Linked DNA regions of Mus musculus: region 2 is linked to region 1. Evidence: chromatin contacts called from public Micro-C data. All regions are on one chromosome and are shown on one strand. Each heading gives the region's core, a stretch centred on a gene start, on an enhancer-like site or on the middle of the called end of the contact. The rest is flanking DNA. Distances are from core to core; before and after follow the strand shown. Region 1 has its middle 52 kb from the start of Gm40754. Region 2 overlaps Gm36283 (predicted gene, 36283).

Region 1 (4,589 bases), core at 1,585-4,084:
GACAGAGACAGAGACAGAGACAGAGACAGACAGACAGACAGAGACATAGACATTAAAAGTCAGATAATGGGCTGGATTCATAGTTTACTAATACTTGTTCTAAGCCATAAATTGTCAATAGGGTATATGTCTAATGAGATTCTTCCCAGAATCTAAGAGAATCTCTCACATAATAGATATTCAATAATAAGTGTTCTACATTACTTTTTATTTATTTTTATTCTGTATGAAAGTAGGGTAAGCACATGAGCACCACTGTATGTGTTTGGAGACTAGAGGACAAAGTTAAACAGTTCGTTCTCTCCTTCCACAATATGGGGTCCGGGAAATTAACTGATGCTCTCAGAGCTTCATGGCAAGTGTTTTTACCTACAGAATGCTCTAAATGGCCCACGTAATTGTTAAAGGCGGGTAAAGGTCTTGCTTGATATGCGAGAGAGGCCATATGTCCAAAGCCAACAAAGCCATGGATGACCATGAGGAAGTTGTTGACCACCGCATGCACGCTCCAGGCATCACACAGATTCGAGATGGCAAAAGATATCACCGGGGGCTTATAAGAGAGAGCAGCCAGTCAGAGAGCCTTGAGGATGCCGTGCAAGACTGGGAGGGATGGTCATGGAAGATAAAAGGAGCACCTAATGGATTCATTAGCTGAGGTTGCACAACATGCAAGACAGAATGGTCTAGAAGGCACCTCTTTCCTCTCTCAAAACCTTTGTGTATAAGATGTCTAGCTAGAAGCCAGGCATGGTGGCGCACACCTTTAATCCCAGCACTCAGGAGGCAGAGGCAGGCAGATTTCTGAGTTCGAGGCCAGCCTGCTCTACAGAGTGCGTTCCAAGACAGCCAGGGCTACACAGAGAAACCCTGTCTCAAAAAACGAAAAAAAAAAAAATGTCTAGCTGGAACATTGTCTGCTCCATTGCTTGATGACTACACTTAAATTCCTTTCGTGTGTGTGTGTGTGTGTCTGTGTGTGTGTGTGTGTGTGTGTGTGTGTGTGTTTTAGGAAGCTTCTACAGTGGTAGGTTTTCCTATCATTTTTCACAAAGCCTTTAGTGTTAGTTGTCCCTCCTGGCACTGCCTCCTTAATCCTGTCTCCTGTCTCACTCATCAAGTAAAATCCTCCCCAGTGCCGGGAAATGGGTTTCGTTTTGTGGAATAATTGACCAAGGGAGTTCCGTGAATACCTCTCAAAACACCATAGGCTATTGCCAAGGCTATTGGCTGCTCTCCACTCCATGATAAGACCCTAGTTCTAAGAGTAACACTTATGTCATTGAATACTGAGAAGTGGAGCTAGTGCCTAACTAGAAGCTTTCTGCCTACTGACTAGTATTTGTGGTGGCTGGAAGGTACTCTATATGCTACCAATGAGAAAGGTAGCCATCAGTATCAGTGGGCTACAAACCCTACAAATGACAACAATGATCTGCCTGCAAGATATAGAAGCACAACGGCGGTACAGCTGTTGTGGGTGTAACCAACCACTTTTTCTTGGACTTAAGGACCACTCTATGAAATGAAACCCATGCTCAACACTGATAAAGTAGCCAAGAGCCTGAGACAAGATATACCATGGGCCTAAAGGAAAGCCTGTTGTTATTATTCTATTGCAGAACATAGCAACAGAGTAACACTTGATGTGACATATTGCTGTATGGACCAGTGTATCGCTCAGTCCTCATCAGAGAAGCTCCTGCTTGCACTAGGTGGGAATTAACAGACAGTCATAATTGGACAGTATGCAGAGAATGAGAAACTTTAGAGCACTCAGTTCTAATTGGGATGTGTTAACAAAACCCTCTGCTCAAGGCTCAGGGATCTATGCTGAAGAGAATGTAGAAAAATTGTGAGAGCCAGGGATGGTAAATATCTCCAGAAAAAAAAAAAAGTCACCAAATAAAACAGGTCTGATACACATGTGAACTCACAGAGAGTGTGGCAATACACACATGGCTTTCACAGGTTCAAACCTGACAAAATCCAAGAGAGGAGAATGGAAAAGAGACACAAAGCCCCTTCCCTAACCAAGAAGCTGTTTGCAATTGATACATGGTGGGAAAGGGGGAATCCGTTTCCTCCAAGGAAATGTGTGCTGACTCCTTAATACTTTGCTTGACACAAGCTAGAGTTATCTGGAAGGAGGGAACCTCAGTCAAGGAAATGCCTCCATAAGATCCAGCTGTAAGATATGATTGATTAATGCTCCATTGTACGTAGTGCCTTTCCTGGTTAGGTTGTTTCTATAGTAAGCAGGGTAAGCTAGCCATAAGGACCAAGCCAGTAAGCAGAACTCCTCCATGGCCTCTGCATCAGCTCCAGCCTACAGGATCCTCCCCTGTTTGAGTTTGAGTTCCGGCTTTGACTCCCCACAGGAATGGATTGTTACCGGGAAGTTTAAGGTGAAATAAATTACTTTGGTCATGGTGTTTCATCACAGCAATAGTAATCCTAACAGAAACAGAATGACACTGGGTATATCAACCACACTTCAGCGCAGGTCCCATACCCAAAAGTGGTTGACCAACAAAGAAAGAGAGAGAGAGAGAGAGAGAGACCTCATGGGGTTTTTTGGTGAGCCTTTTGTTTTATTTTAACATTTTTCTTATTTTTTTTCCTTTGAAAGATAAAGGGCTTGAAGCTAAGTGGGTACAGAGATGGGGAGTGTAGCTGCTTGTATTATGAATGCTAATTATGCTCCCCCCCCCAAAAAAAAACTGCAGAGGAGTCTGCACACAGCTTCTAGGAACCTGCCCCTAGTTGGTTCTGATTGGTAAATAAAGATGCCAACAGCCAATAGCTGGGGAGGACCGACACAGGTGCAATTTTAGGATTTCCCAGGCTTGGGACCAGGAAAGAGGGAAAAGGAGATCTGCCAGGCCAGGAGAGTAGGGAAGAAAGGAGAGACGACATGCCTGAGAAGAGTGCAGGACAGAGAGGCATGGCCACCATGTGAAGGAGCCAGGAGTGCACAGCTCAGAGGGCGTAGCTCAGAGGGCGTCCAACTGGGTCCACCACAGCCAAGATAGCACATGGAGTTAGTGTACTGGCTAGTTTTGTGTCAACTTGACACAGCTGGAGTTATCACAGAGAAAGGAGCTTCAGTTGAGGAAATGGCTCCATGAGATCCAGCTGTAAGGCATTTTCTCAATTAGTGATCAAGGGGGAAGGGCCCCTTGTGGGTGATGCCATCTCTGGGCTGGTAGTCTTGATTCCATAAGAGAGCAGGCTGAGCAAGCCAGGGGAGGCAAGCCAGTAAGTAACATCCCTCCATGGCTTCTGCATCAGCTCCTGCTTCCTGACCTGCTTGAGTTCCAGTCCTGACTTCCTTGGTGATGAACAGCAGTGTGGAAAGTGTAAGCTGAATAAACCCTTTCCTCCCCAACTTGCTTCTTGGTCATGATGTTTGTATAGGAATAGAAACCCTGACTAAGACAGTTAGTAAGCAATTACTCAGAATTAACCTCATGGAGATTAGGCAGTGGCCCAGCTACTGTGTTGTTTAAGGCATATTGAAATATAAACGGTGTGTGTGTGTGTGTGTGTGTGTGTGTCTTTCATTCAGGAACATAAACCATTGAGGTTATGAGTAATGGACCCACTGCCAGGATTTATTAATTATTATTTCAACGGGGAGAATCTGGGAGGAGTTTGAGGAGAAAAAAAAACATGATTGAAATATACTGTGTGAAAATAAATTTTAAGGAACTTTTAAAGAAAACAAACAGAAAACAAAAACAAAATGCCATTCACAGTGAGGCATTTACAGCAATTCAGTAGTAGCTTGGCCTGCTCCATCTCTCATTTCAGTCCACATTTAGCCCTTCACTACTGATTCTTCTGTTAAGACCCAGACGCAGAAGAAAATATTTGTGTGCAAGGCTACAAATGTTGCTAAGTTTACAGGAAAAGATGGGCCCAATACTGTCACTGTTGGTATCAGGACCTCTGAAACCTGTGACATCGCATATAGGCGACAATGCAACCCACACATCTGTTGGCAAGGCAACAGCCACCATATTCCCAGAATCTACTTGGTTCACCTCCCACCTTTACCTGTGGCTACATCACTATCCATATATAAAAAGGAAGACCTCTCTCTCTCTCTCTCTCTCTCTCTCTCTCTCTCTCTCTCTCTCTCTCTCTCTCTCTCTCCCTCCCTCTCCCTCTCCCTCCCTCCTTCCCCTCTCCCCCTTCACTTTCTGCCACCACCTTGCCCTTTTCTCTCTCAATAAACCTCACATGGAACTGTTTGGCCTGGTGTGGTCTTTCTGGAGCCGCACAAAGATCACAACAGTCACCACACCCACAAAGGACACTGTAGAACTTTTTAATGGCATTTGTCCTTTCAGGGAAATGGAACCAGAATGCTTCTACTTGCCGGTACCAATTTAACTTATCAGTGTAAGGTAGGTTGAAGTATCATTCTCCAAATATAATCAACTTCATGAAAAAGAAAAAAGTGGTGACTGTTTCTGATGTTTTTGCCTGCTTTGGGGACCCTTGTCCTCCTACTGGGTTGCCCCATCCAGTCTTAATATGGGGGAGGGATATGTGCAATCTTGCAACTTGATAGGCCATGT
Region 2 (4,548 bases), core at 632-3,131, 340 kb after region 1:
TGCCTTTAGGGCTTTCTCCTGTCCTTGCACTCAGCTCCCCACGGAAGAGCTAGTGGTCCAGTCCCTCAGGTGCCTGAGGAGCGGCCAGGGTTAGAGTTGCCTCAGCCCTTAGGGAATGTCAGGAATGCTGAGACTGTCTGGCGCTGCTGCTTCTCAGACCCCCGGGGGAAAGGAAGTTTTGGATCAGAGCTGTGGAAGGAGCAATCTTTACCTCTGACCACAGTTACCTAAAGATGTGGCACTGACCCTTCTACCCAAGTGTCGGTTGCCGGAAATCCCCTTGTCTGTTCGTCTGGAAGCAGAGGTCTCTGGGAAAGGCTGCATAGCAAACTATAGATGTGTGAAATTATTTGACATTTCATTCCTTATCCTGAGATTTCAGAGTCTGAATGAAAATGGGCATCTTCTTATGTCATGCATTGGGGCTCAAATGTTGCATGCTCTATCTGGTTTGCTAAGCCAAAGAACTTTTGCTAACTGTTTTTTTTTTTTTAATAGAAAGGGAAGAAAAAAAAAAAAAAGCCAGGGACTGGCTCCCAAGTGTCACCACACAACAGTTGTTCTGACTCTCCGTCCCCAGTCTGAATTTGGCTACATTTGTGTCTGCGTTTAACTCACACAAGTATAAGGACAGCCGTCAGAGGAGCCAGAAACTACATCGAGAGCGCAACTGCTTTCGCAACAGCCTTTGTGACAACTAGAGTCGCTCAAGAGAATGATTTCTTTTCTGAGATGGACTCTGGGGCTCCACCCTTCTCAACTCAGCCGTTGTTCTACAATATATCTGGCCTTCGATGGAGACTTACCGTAACCTTCAAACACCACAACCTTATCACAGCTGCCACCCTGTCCCTTCTGTTGCTTCCCTGGAAACCTCTGTGGAGGGGCACTTCTCCTTGTGTTCAGGAAGTGCAAACATTAACATAAGAGCAGTTTAGTGAGGATATTTGCTTGCATCTGGGTACAAACATGAAAGGGTTCCCCCCCCCCCCGTAATTGTTACTAAGTGTACTCTGTCAAAATTCTCTGCCTGCCACTTGCCATAAGCCTCCTTAGTGGCACCTCAGCTCAGTGCCCTGGATCCCGAAAGTCTTAAGGCTGGCAGTATTCATTTTCAATGTCTAAAGTCAGTTGCTTTCAAAGTCTCTGCCTCCTCCTTCAAAGAGGTAGAGGTGATAATCCTTAGTATTAGCACCCCCCCCCACTTACTCCCCAGCCCAACCCCGACAACACTTGCTATAGGATCTGAAGGCTCTTCCTTGCCCTAGAGAGGCTGCTGTGTTCTCTGTAGGGCGTAGCTGCTTATTTGACCAGTGTTGACTACGTGGCTCTGTTTCTTTGGAGTTTTACATAGAAAATCTCATGTCTCTGGCTTTTCCCCCTCTCCAGACAGGGTTTCCCTGTGTAACCCTGGCTGTCCTGGAACTCGGCTCTGTAGACCAGGCTGGCCTCGAATTCCAGAGATCTGCCTGCCTTGGTTTCCCGAGTGCTGGGATTAAAGGCGTGTGCCCCCTGAGCCGGTTCATGTGCTGGCTCTTAGGAGGACTATACCACATATCCTTGGGGATGCTGAGTCCCCGAGGTGCGGTGATCTGCTTCGCGCCACGATACGTGCTTAATTGAGAAGCTTGTTGACTTAAACCCAGCTACCTTCTAGCCTTCTTTGTAGTTGATAAGAGCTATAAGAAACCCTTTGGTTTTTGCTACTCCAGAGAGTATCCAGTCTGGACAGCTGGCACATCCTCTGCACGTTAGCTTGTCTCTCCGGCTCCTCCTTCTGGCTCTCGAGGACCATGTGCTGGCTCAGTTCAGAGATGGTGACTCTTTCCTCTCCAAGTCACTCTTCACTCCACAGCTTGGTGTTGACAGTGGCGAGTCACATCTCTATCACGGCCTCGTCCTGTGGAGGCCTAGCCCAGTTCTCTCCAAGCAAGAAGGGACTTTGGCAGGGACTCCGGCTACTCTGTAAATTGCATCATTTGTTTTCTCGAAAGTTTTTCATCAAACAACTGCGTCTACAGAAAGGTTGACTTCCTGCAATCCCCGTTCCTCAGATCTGCGGAGTTCTTTAAACATGGACTGTAATGCAGAGTTTTATGTTGTTCTTAGTGATACTCAGTATACAGTATATTAAAGTGGAGGTAACCCAACAGTAGTAAGTGTCTATTCAGGGGAAACTAGACCCCCTCCAGATCAAAGGGACGCCAACTCTCTGGCTGTGGTAGAGACCAGATAGTTCAGTTGGGTCAGGTCACCACTGCTCTTCTAAAAAAGGCAGGACCACCCCAGGAAGGTAGACTCACCTCAAGTCATTCTTAAAACAAAAACAAAAACAAAAACAAAAACAAAAAAAACAGAAGGAGGTAGAATAATTATCCCTTTAAAGGCTACTATTCTTTTCTTTTCCTTCCCAGAATTCCTGCTCCCTAGTTCGGTCCCGGCCAACTTTGGGCCTGTCCATCTTTCTCTAAGATGCAACTTTTCTGCTTTCTCTCCCCAGTTTTTATTTGGGATGTTGGTCAGAGCCTAAATCTGTTTCTTCTGGTCCATTGGGGTATAAGAGGAATGTCTCGTCTTCCTATGGCCTTTAAAGTCCCTATTGTTCAGTGGCTCTCTTCATTCTCTCTTTTCCTATCTGGGTCTTCGTCTTCCACTGTTGGAATAGAGCCTACCTTTCTACAGTACTTCCCTCCTTTCTGGGGAGGCAGAGGAGGAGAGGGAACATCCCTTCCTAGCATCTCCTTCAAAGGAGATTGTGCGAACATTCTAATAGCGCTGGCTTTTGTGTCCTATTGATCTAGTTAGACTGGTATGTCCATCTGAAGATCAGACATCAGTGAGGGAACTGGGGCCTCATGGATGCTACGGCATCTTATGGAAGTTACTAAGGAGACTGTGATCATGGACACAACAGCCCACTTCCTCTCTGGGAGCATGGTTTGTCACATTCTGCGATATTCTCTTGTACTTGATAAAAGTCTGCTATTTGTATGCTTTACCTCAGATCTCCTAGCCTTGTGTGAGATCCAGTGAAGGAACTAATAACAGACCACTCACAAATTCATTTAAATACATGTAATTTAGTGCTAAATTTAGATCCTTGAATTCGTCTATGGCAATTGATTCAATAGGAGTAAAGGTCATTATGTCAGAGTTGATTGGAACACATTTCTGTTCACTACTGTGGCCATGGCCTTTGCTGTCCCTTTAGCTCTCCAAATCACAAGCCTCCAGCTATAGAGGCTGACCACTCTTCCCTGATGCAGTTATATCTGGCCTCTCATTAAGCCAAAGGGCTTCTCTATCCCCCTGTTGTCTCGGGGACATTACTGTCTTGCTTTCTCGTGGGTGTTTTGATCTGCACTGCAGTGGACACTTGAAGGCCACACTCTCGTACCTTTCTGCCGGCAAAGCATCGTCATTTGAACAGCCCCGGTCAGGCATTTCTGGTTAGAATTGTGTGTTAGAACCAACATAAAGGAATCGCTAAGTGAAGAGGGAGGCCATGTTGAAATAACTAGGACATGAAACTCAGGTAATGAGGGACAGTATTGAATGGCTAAGCAGGTACAGAATATCTGTATCTAACAATTATGAAAAGAACATGTTGACATTATTTATGATGGAGTTTTGAAAAATAATTCAGATATATAGGCTTAAAGGGATATAGACTAGACAATATAGAATCTAGACACTAAAGATCCGTATGTTCCTGGTAGCATGGTGAACTAATTCGAATGCCATGCTTGGCCCTTGTCTTCTTTTGTGGGTGTAAACTTACAGAACCTATTACAAGGACAGTTTGGGGGGAGCAGGTTTGTACCATGGAACCCACATCCCTGGCTGCTACAGACAATGCTAAGATGTGGATCCTTGACTTAGGCAAAACTAGTCAGAAAATTCCTTTTCGATTACCTTAAAGTTGCAAAGCTGTGGTAGCTGGATCCCAGGTTCTGTGTGGGAATTTGTTCCAGTTGGGTTTGGTTTTGTCCGGCAGAAAGCAGACAGGGAAATAAGTAGGCAAGAGGGGGACTGAGTTTTCTGTCATCTAAGGCTTGAAAGATGAGCTGTTTATCACTCTCAGGGCCTCAGGCCCTTCTCTGTCATTTCCACAGGAGTACGAGGAAACTGACTTTTAGGGCAAGGGGTAGCGAGGAGGCAGTCTTGATTTGTGTAGCATTTGCTTAATTCCTATGGTGAAAATTTTTTTCCTACCATGAACAGTTTCAAGCCACAAGGATTTCACAAGGAGCTTGCAGAAATTCCGAACCATTGAACGGTCTGCTGTCTCCAGCACGCAGGAGCCCATTCTGCCTCCCAGTTCCAGCTTCAGGAGGGCCACCCTCCATCCAGACATCAGGGTTGCGTTTCAGCAAACAGCAAGGAAGAATCAGAAGCAAAGGGTATCTTTTGTTCTCGTTTCCAGTGAACTCCCTCTGTGAGCCCTCACTGGCCAAACTTACGTACATGACACGGAGGTGAGAAATGTCTTTATTTTGGGGGCTGCCGTTTTCCGCCTTAAAAATTTAGATGTCTTGTTGTTTTTTA

The links. A called contact is a pair of places that touch in the nucleus more often than the background predicts.
Region 2: a contact with region 1 is called in a Micro-C map of the HL-1 cell line, with 5 times the contacts expected there. The contact joins two enhancer-like sites. A contact is called at or near these places in 1 of 484 Hi-C or Micro-C datasets (the HL-1 cell line) and 2 of 115 datasets of contacts at active chromatin or transcription factors (extraembryonic endoderm stem cells and pancreatic cancer cells).

What each region holds. Positions count from the first base shown.
Region 1 is chr10:108,105,752-108,110,340 of GRCm38.p6, forward strand. No RefSeq gene overlaps it. Among named protein-coding and RNA genes, the nearest start is that of Gm40754, 52 kb to the right of the region's middle. Within about 2 kb of position 2,835, at least 5 of the 459 cell types and tissues checked have an H3K27ac peak or open chromatin away from gene starts, as enhancers often do. A contact at or near this core is called in the HL-1 cell line, where this site is marked.
Region 2 is chr10:108,446,745-108,451,292 of GRCm38.p6, forward strand. It overlaps Gm36283 (predicted gene, 36283), which reads left to right. Exons shown (of 3, transcript NR_155870.1): 2 at 4,225-4,478. Among named protein-coding and RNA genes, the nearest start is that of Gm36440, 4.2 kb to the left of the region's middle. Within about 2 kb of position 1,882, at least 15 of the 459 cell types and tissues checked have an H3K27ac peak or open chromatin away from gene starts, as enhancers often do. A contact at or near this core is called in the HL-1 cell line, where this site is marked.